Linked DNA regions of Bombyx mori: region 1 is linked to region 2. The links are chromatin contacts, called in public Hi-C maps. All regions are on one chromosome and are shown on one strand. Each heading gives the region's core, a stretch centred on a gene start, on an enhancer-like site or on the middle of the called end of the contact. The rest is flanking DNA. Distances are from core to core; before and after follow the strand shown. Region 1 holds the start of LOC101739797 (breast cancer anti-estrogen resistance protein 1). Region 2 overlaps LOC101739797 (breast cancer anti-estrogen resistance protein 1).

Region 1 (5,309 bases), core at 2,259-4,758, 52 kb after region 2:
TAGTTTTAATTAAAATATGACAATGTTATTAACAGCGATACAGTTTTCATGTACTACCGTACATGTTTATAAAATTCCGATAACACAAAATGAATTAAACAGTCAGCGTTTTAACTATCAAACGACTAAGAATATCATTTTACATCAACATCGTGAATATTTTAATCGTATCGGATTCAAAAGAGTAGATTCAAAATGTAACATAAAATTTATTTAAATTAATTTTAGAATATCTACAAAAACATCCATATAAAAATTTACGTAGATTATCAGCTTACTACGATACACGATAAGATAACTTAAAAATTCTTTGTACAACATGTTGCGTATAATGTGGACATTACTTAGAAACGATAAAGAAACTATTTTCGTAATGGCTTTCCATGTTAAAAACAGTAAGTATATCCAACAAATTAGTTTACAATCCGTTTTACTGTTATGCAAGTAATTTAATATAATTTATGTCAATGTAATTGAATATGCAATTTCGAAAATGAAACTTTTCTGAAAACGAAAATTCTCTGAAAATGTAAAATGTTCAGGAAATGAAAAAAAAACTGATTATTTTCTAAAGCAGTGTAAAATTTAAAATATTAACTTTTGAGATATATTTTAGTGTTAATTAGCAATTGAAAATTACTGGAATTACTATAAAATGGGTGTAAGTAAGCATCAAAACTACATGTATATGAAAAAACGTATTTGACAAAATATGCGACATGTGCCCTTTTCGAAATTGCATATTCAATTGTAACGAAGTGTAAATATCGATGGAGGGTTAGTATCGTAGAAAACGCGAAAACCCAGCGAGGCTCACCTGTGTGGGGAGCACAGTCTCCCGGCCCAGGGGTATCGACATTTCGCTAGCGGCGCCGCCGGCCGCGCCCCGGCGCCCGCCCTCGCCGCACCATCCACCAACACGACACTAGGAGCCGCGCGCCCGCCTGATACCGACTCCTCGACGCTTCGCACAACAAAAAATCACTTTCCCTCAAAAATTGTTTTCCACGACTTTAAAAAGCTTCGCCACGATAGAGCGTGACTATGATGCTCAACGAAAATTTAATATTTTTCTCATTAACTTAATGAAGACCCAAAAATTAAATTCGCTTAATTCAAATGCGGCAACGTACAAAAAACGCGATAAGATCGAGACAACGAACTGACGCCCTCATCGACTGACGCGAGTATTCGACTGGCGCATAGATTGTACACTGGGCTAGCGTGCGGCTGATGGCGGTCGCGCGCATCGTTCACCCCGCGCCTTCGCCCACGGCCCTCGTGCGTCGCTATGTCGCGATCATCACTATCAGAGCCGCAGCACAGCCTCCTTCATCTCGATCATACCTTTCAGGCAAGGCGGTAAGGACCGCTGCTCAGCTGAACACGTGTCTAACTCACGGTCGTAGTGCGGTTATCGAGTGAGAGAGTACACATGCGCACTATACCGTAGTACTAGCTGTGGCCCATTCATTTATACAAATCTCGCCTGAGGCACTTTACACCTGAGCAAACATTATGGAGCTTGACAACAATTGCGTTGTTTCAAAACGAAGCAATTACATATCCAGTATGGGTTTTTTAGAAAGAAGTACTTATGACACGATCGAGAACACATTTTGGTAAATAATACCTACATTTAAGCGGTAAAGCGTTTGATCTAATAGTCACCACCATACAGGCTATTTCTGTTTGAAAGCCGGACGGACACTCATGTCTCATGTCTATGGGTGCAGAAATTCGCGCTGGGTTGTCTCGGAGTCTCGTTGACAACTTGTCACTAGAATGACCGTGAACTCGTCTGTCTAAAGCAATAAAACATACAAGATACAGAGTACATAGATATTTAGATAATATATGAACATACAACAAAACCATAACTATGACATGCGCTATGACATGTCCTTCTTCAAACGGGGCTTGTGGAGAGTATTAAGCGGTAGGCAGCGGCTTGGCTGTGCCCCTGACATTGCTGAAGTCCATGGGCGACGGTAACCACTCACCATCAGGTGGGCCGTATGCTCGTCTGCCTACAGGGGCAATAAAAAAAACTATAAGTTAGGTATATACCCCGAAGGGTAGACTAAACAGTTTTGTTTCAAATATTAACGATTTTAAGTATCGACAAGCAAGAACCCTCCTTCAGTGTTCGAAGTTATTTAAAGACTTCAATAAGTCCAATGACGAAGACCAGCTATGTACTAGTTTTTGTTCATTATTTATCTCATAAACGTCAATTTTGTACAAAAATAGCTGAAGTAAATTCTTAATAATTTGCTCTATGAATAATCTTATCTTTGATTTCAATACTTTACGTACCTAGTAGTAGGTACGTATATCTATATTAGTAATCAACCAAACAATTGTTATCTACCATATCAACGAAATGATTGATGTTTCATTCCAAACATTTGCTGATCTTGGTAGCGTAAGAATAAAATTTCCGATTATTATTAAAATAATGAAAATTCACGAAGGTCTTAGGTTCTAGAAGTGCGTAGGCGGAAATCGAGGCTGTGTAGGTACTGGGTAGCTCGTTCACTTCTCCTTTCTACGTTCACTGGTCCAGATTACGTCATTTTACCTGTAAGCCCTAGATTATAGTCTAGTCCTTGGTTATTGTTGTTGTAGGTGTCACCCGTTATTTGCATATGTAAGGAACAAGAATCGTGTCATAAGCTTTTATAACAAAGTATAAAATTCAAGCCACTATAAAGAACTGTTGTTTAATAAGAAATAGTCAGCATATTCATGCTGATAAACATTTGTTTTTTAGTCACTTTTTAGAGTTCATAAAGAAGGCACCTATTACTCGTACATATCTATAGCATTTGAGGTGCGATACCGACGAGAATGAATGTTACAAGCCACATTTTTACGTGTTGTTATTTATTATGTATCTTTTTTTTTCTTTTTATTATTGCTTAGATGGGTGGACGAGCTCACAGCCCACCTGGTGTTAAGTGGTTACTGGAGCCCATAGACATCTACAACGTATATGCGCCACCCACCTTGAGATATAAGTTCTTAGGTCTCAAGTATAGTTACAACGGCTGCCCCACCCTTCAAGCCGAAACGCATTACTGCTTTTTTGCTTGTAATGTGCATTGTGTGACTAATAAATAAACAAATAACGCGATGAACATAAACATTATATGTACTATGAGTACAAAAGCTCTAAGTGTACTCAAGTATCGTATAAATAATTTGCCAGATTGAACTCAAATGAATTTGATAAAATAAGCCAAATTTAAAAATATTATTTTGTCAAACGATCAAATGTTATCTAAAAATTACAATTAAACTGCATTCATAACAAAATAGATCTATACCTTGACGCCATCCATATCGCTGTGGCAAAGGGTCCATCTTCCATACGTGGTCATTTTCACATCGAAACACTTCGCCTACGTTACAGAATTGTTTATGGGTGAAATTAATATTTTATAGCACAAAGCAACAGTCATGAACTCACGAATGCAGATTCAGTACTGCAATGCAATGTGACACCGCGGCCTCGGCAAACAAACTGTTTAGTGCTTGATTAGCACAACGTGTGCAAATCGTTGGCGGTGAGACTGAGACGCTTGCTCAAATTGAAATTGATTGCTTGTACGAGTGTTTCTCATTGACGTGATTGAATAGAACGAACGAAACGGGCCTTGCAAGCCATTTAACTATTGTTGACCCTATACTAAAGAAAATTAACGATACACTTTGGCCAGGCCTATTTACTCTTAAAGTTATTTGGATGTGAGAAGGTGTATTATCAATGAATTAACTGGGACAATTACTTGAGTAAATCTACGATGACTAAAATGACGAAAATAAAACTGTACAATTTGTAAACTGTCACATAGTCGGAAAAAAAGGGTTTTACTGGGGGTTTTTAACTGTACTGAATGTAACACGGAATGTAAAATGGTTTAGTTTCATTTTATCACGTAGGTAGGCACTTAGATCGCAAATACCGCAACACGACACTTCCGAGGACTATATGTATTTATACGAAATACGAATATTCTTTGTTCTAGAGCAGTCTAGAGGTTTGGTTTGATGGGATTCCGAAATCATCTCTAAATGTTGTCTACGAAATTCGCTTTTATTAGATACAAAAATAAGCGACAATAACCACTATCAGATTTATATAGGAAGATATTTAAAACAAAAACTCATCATTATCGCAATCAATATCGAATCAATACAGAAAGTGATTAAAATAGATAAGGAGAAATCAAAGAAGAGTAAGAAAATGTATATCAGTGTTTCTAGAATTCCCGTTTAATTTAACTACTATAAATCAAAAAAAAAAATTAAAAAAAATTAAAATTAAAAAAAGAAACTCTTTTGTCTGTTTCCCGGAACAGATTTCCATGAAACTTTTACTGGTAGTTTTTTTTTTTTAATTTATGTAGTTATTCGTTAAAAATATTATATTATTATGTATATTTTCTATATTCCTGGCCTGGCTGCTAAGGAAATACAACGAAAGTGGACTAGTAGATCTACATTACATACTAATGATAATAAAGAAAAGTAAGGTTTTGAAACATTTCCATTTTATTTCCAGACACTGCATATTATGACTAACATATTACTGAGGTATGTCGTTCTCATGTTACAGATTTACAATTAGCAGCTATTAATATAAAGTTTATATTTCTAAGCTCAATAAGGAACCAGACAGATCTTTTTCAAAATGCACACACTCAACTGCACAAAGACTGGACACAATTTCATTACACATGACGTCACTTGGGGTCAAATAAACGACGATCTGACCATCACACTCTAACAGACAACGATTGGCTAAATAATATGTAATAGTACGTTATCATTGGTGTTTAGCGAACGTATAAAGATAACAACTCTATACTTCACGAAAGTAGTAATTGAATGGTTGTTTTAATAAAATCTCTTATGCAAATTATTTTTAGTTTTTTTATTTTCTAATGTTATTGAGGCCCGCTTGCCTATTATTCACTTGCTTCAGAAAACGTTGCACGAAAACTTTAACGATTGCTTCTGCGACTTGTCCTCAGTTCTCTTTCGATTTCATACTGCCTCATATCAGCTCTTTCTAGGAAATCACGACGATCTAAAAATCTGTAAATAGAAAATCGAATTATCATAATATTTGCCGATTCATGCAATAGAATCGTAACTCAACAAAGAAATCACGCGTTTACATTGTGGAATTGGTTTTATTAGACAGACTCAACAGCAATTATAACATATTAAAATTATATTTCTCAAGAGAGAATAAAAAGTATCGTCATATGGCCAATCCCATCATCACTCGGGCTCAA
Region 2 (5,212 bases), core at 2,503-5,002:
TTACGAGCTTTTTTTTTCAGAAAGCTTCAAAATAAGCGAACAATTAATTTCCTATAGCACTATTGTTGGACGAATAATCTTTCTAATTTTTTATTGAATATTGGAACGATCACCTAGATGGTAGTGCGACTAGATTTTAGAGTAATTTGTGAAGTTATGATATTCCAAATTCCAACTAAAAGAGGCTCGATATCGAACAAAATGGAACAGATTTATTGCCGCCAGCATTTTTTTTTACGTACGTATTTCTATTCTTTTTTTTTTCCTACCTTTGCTGATAGCCTTGAAAGGCTATTTCAGCTTCGCCCTAACGTTTGTAGGTGAGCTCGCGGGGCTCAACCGGAGAGTTGCTAACACTGACCCTAGCAAGAGCAGTGCTTCGCAGAATCTACCACCGGATCGGAAACGCGACCCACTGAGAAGATCCGGCGAGAAACTCAGTGGGCTGTGTCTATGGGTTAGTTCGCTCGTCGAACCCTTCGTCGTAAGCGACGGGTTCGATGAGGACGGTGACCGGAACGTACGTATGTAGTACGTATTTCGTTAGCAAAATTGGTACCCGCCTGAGATTCGAGCACCGATGCATCGCTCAACACGAATGCACCGGACGTCTTATCCTTTAGGCCGCGACGACTTAAAGCACAGCATGTAACATTCCAGCAGACAAGATAAGAAAGAAAAAACGCATAAAATAATCTAATAATCAAATCAACTTACAATGTTTACCCATTTTATGGAGCATGTCTTAACGCTAATTTTTAGGTTAAATTTACAGTTACACATTGTGAACACTGGTTTTTCCAACCTTCTGTAACTATATTTGTTTTTAGAACTTATTATTGAATTTCACAAAATACTTTACAAAGTCTGTATATCAATCAAGCACTAGTAATGAGACACAAGTGATCGCCACAAAGTTACAAAGTGAACTGATTGAAACAATATTAACACTAAATATAATAAATATATTTATTTATATAAACAACGAGTGTATAACCGTTATTGGAACCAGTTGAGTCACAGTGACGTCATTAAGATCGACGCACTTATTAAATTTATGTCCGTTTCGAGATATTGAGACACTGAGACAGGAGCCTATTATTACCAGCCAGTTTGTGACCTTTGGCCAATTATTATTGTGCAAGATATATATAGATAAATAATAAGATTTACCGTCATTATTGTCATGGGCCAAAAGTTTTAGTGTACAAATTAAGTTTTCATTATGTTCAAACCTATACAGTTTATTAACGTGACCACTGATTTTATGGTAATTGTGAACCAGCACGTGTTTGTACTACCATCCGCCTATTTCTGCCCCGAAGCAATCAGTCCTGGCTTGAAATGTAAGACATTACATATGATTGAGACTTCAAGCTCCGATCCCAAGGTTAGAGGGTGATGCTTGAGGTTCAATGTTCAGGTAGCAACTTAACATCGAGGGCTAAGACCATTTTAGTTTACCTTTCTACCTAATATTCTAACCAAAACACTCACAACATTTTGTCAATGATAACAAAAAATTGCAATAAAAATAAATGCTCATACGAAAGAAGAATATCATTTTATAATATTATATGACTTGTACTTTATTTTAAATTAAAGATAATTAAAAACAATGAAAATTAATTGTACGCAGATTGGAACCGCATGAGTTGGTGTGATTCATAGATTCACCATTCACAGAAACTGACATAATATGTAGTTGTTAAATTATTATTGTATAGCACTCGATCTATCCACGTGTGAGGTCATTTTCTAAGGTTAATTCACGTCACTATATCGGGGACCATTGTATCATTTGTTTCGTTTTATTGGCGCCTTGTGGTCAGCCATTCAGACCCAGTTTTATTAAATGTGTGTGTCCGCCTAACGCTCATCCATTTCTTATCTTTTGTGGTGCTTTCAGTATCCACATAATATTGTGAAAAAATATCCACAAGTAGCAATACCGAGATTTTTTAAGTTTTGTTGTATGCAGTCATCAACATTGGTCTCCTGTAAACATAGCTCATTTGATTCCCACGTTAATCGTCTTAACGACACATTTAATCTTACTTACACTTAATCTGTTAATGATCGATAAAACCAATTCACTAAGAGATCTAAATTAAAAAAAAACAGCTATTATTATTATTACTATATTATGTTTTTATCAGCTTTCTTGCCAATTTTAGCTACAGCTGTTTATATAAATGTTTCATTAAACATGGAATTATTATACGAATTAATTTTAAAGTAAACTTCTGAATTTATGATAGATAACATAGTTACCTCCTCCCACTTGATAGTGCATAAGTACCTCAACTTGTATTATTACGCTTGTTGTTTTGATTAACGGGGTCCGTCGGCTTACAACGTGAATGTTGCTGGCTTTTTTCCCCTCCCTATGCTGATAGTCTTGAGAGGCTATTTCAGCTTTACGCTACCGTGTAGGTGAGCTCTTGGGGCTCACACCGGAAGTTTTGCTAATACTGGCCCTAGCAAGAGCAATGCTTCGTAGAATCTACCACCGGATCGGAAACGCGACCCACTGAGAAGATCCAGCGAGAAACTCAGTGGGCTGTGTCTATTTAATTTACCCGCCGAGCCCTATATCGCAAGCGAAGAGTTCAGCAAGGACGCTGATCAGGGTGGCGCTCGCTACTCATATTTAGACAAGTCGAAGTATGAATATAGTAATAGTAATAAAGTATCAAGACTCGTCCACCCTTTAAACGGGAACACATGACTGCTCCGCGGAAACACGCAAAATGTTAAGGCTTAGGCTCACAATACGGCCTACCATGACTATGAAATGTGATTAGATTCCAATATTTTAGAATAACACAGACATTTTTAATCATATATTACGTTGTACTTACTATTCTTCTGATGACTACGTAGTATTTGTTATAAATAACAGCTATTTTAAATAACTATTCTGATTTACCAACTGAACTACACATACTTGTAAACTTAAGTGATGGTAGGACCTCTTGTGAGTCCGCGCGGGTAGGTACCACCACCCTGCTTATTTCTGCCGTGAAGCAGTAATGCGTTACGGTATAAAGCTGCTGTAACTATACTTGAGACCTTAGAACTTGTATCTCAAGGTGTACTTACGTCATAGATGCCTAAGGGCTCCAGTAACCACTTAACACCAGGCTGTGAGCACGTCCACCCATCTAAGCAATATAAAATAAAAGATAAACGACTATGATTTCCTCTTGTATTCTGATTCTACAAATTCGCAATGCTACGTTTGTTTTCAAGAAGTAAAAGGAAAACAAACATTACTTAGTATTTCTGGGACAGTGAACCTTCGCTAAACCACAACCTACTCTCCGTCCTCGTCTTTGAATCTGTCATCAAAATAGAAATGTCGTAAACGGCTACGGTTTTGTGGTTATTTTACAAATAAACAAGACGAAATATTAACAAGAGAATTCACAAACATCTTTAGTAAATAATAAATAATGTTTGAAACCACAACAAAATTATTGTTTAATAAATTTATATAGTTTGGAGATTTGGTTACATGCAATCGGCAGGCTCCTAAGCCTGATGCCAAAAATGGTTGACTGGATAACTTCGTTCGTTCGTTACCTTGCAATTCGATTCAGTTTTCTGTACTTCTATTGCTGCCACGTGCCACTAATATTGACAAATCAATCGTATGGTAAATTTTCGCGGTCGAGTAAGCTCTGCCATGTGATAGTGTTGAAAATCAATGAGAGCCAACGGGGGACTGAATGGCGGGGCGACCTAGGAAGGTCGCATGTAGTACGACAGAGGTCAAAGCGCATGCGCCAAGGACATACGAGGAACTTCACAAAAGTGGAGCATATTTTTGTACATTTCTAGACGTCGCTTCAAGCTATTGCTAGACCGTCTTTTCTAACTAGGATTCAACGACAGAAATTCAATAGCAATAGTGTTCAAACTACAATTTCAAATTATTAGTTATGATTATTACCTATACCTAAGCTACTTTTTACTTGCGACTTCGTTCGCTTTAATGGTAATTTGGTCAACCAATTTAAGCACAGAACAAGTATTATTGTAGGACGCTGCTAAACAATATAATTATGTTGTATGTGCTTCTATTTGGCGTTAACATAAACACACTATGTATGAAAGCGGTTGAGAAAATTATGCATGACTTTTTCAAAAAAATCTATGCTAGCTCTAATAAATAAAAATTATTTGTATTTCTTCCAAGATACTACAGGTAGCATGATGCAATTTTTTCAATCCGAGGTTTTGTGTAAGTCGGACCTAAGCCTAAACCTATTTTTTTCTATCCCACAGGAATAGTATTTTTTTTTATCTAGATGAAAGGTACCCTATGTCCTTTCTGTACCCGTGAAATGATAAAATGTCAACCAGTCATAATAATCGGTGAGTAGATAAGACGTGTAAGTATAAACAAACACTCACTTTCGCATTTACGCATTTAGTACCTACCTATTAAGTTTTATAAAATCTATATATTAATACGTGAAGCAAAAACTTTGTATCCCTTTTTACGAAAATTGCGTGGACGGAGGAGTATGAAATTTTCCACACTTATAGAGAATATAGAGAAGAAGTGTACAATGCTAATATTTTTTTAAAATAATGCATAAAAGATACATTAAATCAATAAAGAAAACATTACACACACTATATACCATGTATTTGACGCACACACGCATGTATACTATTTATTGTCAAACTTTTGTTCTTGACGTCTGTGGTCAAATTGAGAATAGATTCAATATTGTTTGTCTTTATTAATATTTTTATAGTGTAGCCTTGGCGAAATTTATGATTATAGAAGTATAAAATACAATCATAATAGTGTACAAACTTATAATTCCATTTAATTATAGTCGAATTTCGACTACTGCGGGACCTCTAGTTAGTTTAAATAGAACTTGAAGATCATATCAATGATGCGAACTAAAGTGACAGGGCGCCGATAAAAGTCATTTATCGAAAAAAGGACAACTCGAAAATATAACCAAACATGACGAGAATCATGCCTGTCATTCAGAACAGCTTTAAAACAAATGAACCAGGAAACGTTGCGGACTGAAAATAGTCACATAATGTCGGTGCAGTTGCTAGCGTGCGACATTATGGCAGGGACGAGGCGCCATTCGTCTAGACGCCTGTTATTTTATTATAATTAAACAATTTTTTCCTTCATCGATTTCCACACGGTAATGGTTAGTTACCGCGAAAG

The links. Hi-C and Micro-C count contacts between places; a contact is called where the count stands out from the background.
Region 1: a contact with region 2 is called in a Hi-C map of whole pupa, with 2.9 times the contacts expected there. The contact joins the promoter of LOC101739797 here to the enhancer-like site in region 2. A contact is called at or near these places in 3 of 7 Hi-C or Micro-C datasets (midgut and whole pupa).

Annotation. Positions count from the first base shown.
Region 1 is chr11:10,933,544-10,938,852 of ASM3026992v2, forward strand. LOC101739797 (breast cancer anti-estrogen resistance protein 1) reads right to left here and starts at 3,509. Exons shown (of 9, transcript XM_038013838.2): 1 at 3,333-3,509. The coding sequence starts at 3,386. It overlaps LOC101746403, which reads right to left. Exons shown (of 4, transcript XM_012695059.4): 4 at 4,543-5,106. The coding sequence ends at 5,013. It overlaps LOC134199691 (a long non-coding RNA gene), which reads left to right and starts at 3,660. Exons shown (of 2, transcript XR_009974292.1): 1 at 3,660-4,536; 2 at 4,625-4,930.
Region 2 is chr11:10,881,504-10,886,715 of ASM3026992v2, forward strand. All of the region lies in intron 1 of LOC101739797 (breast cancer anti-estrogen resistance protein 1), which reads right to left. Among protein-coding and RNA genes, the nearest start is that of LOC101740072, 24 kb to the left of the region's middle. Within about 2 kb of position 3,753, at least 2 of the 8 cell types and tissues checked have open chromatin away from gene starts, as enhancers often do.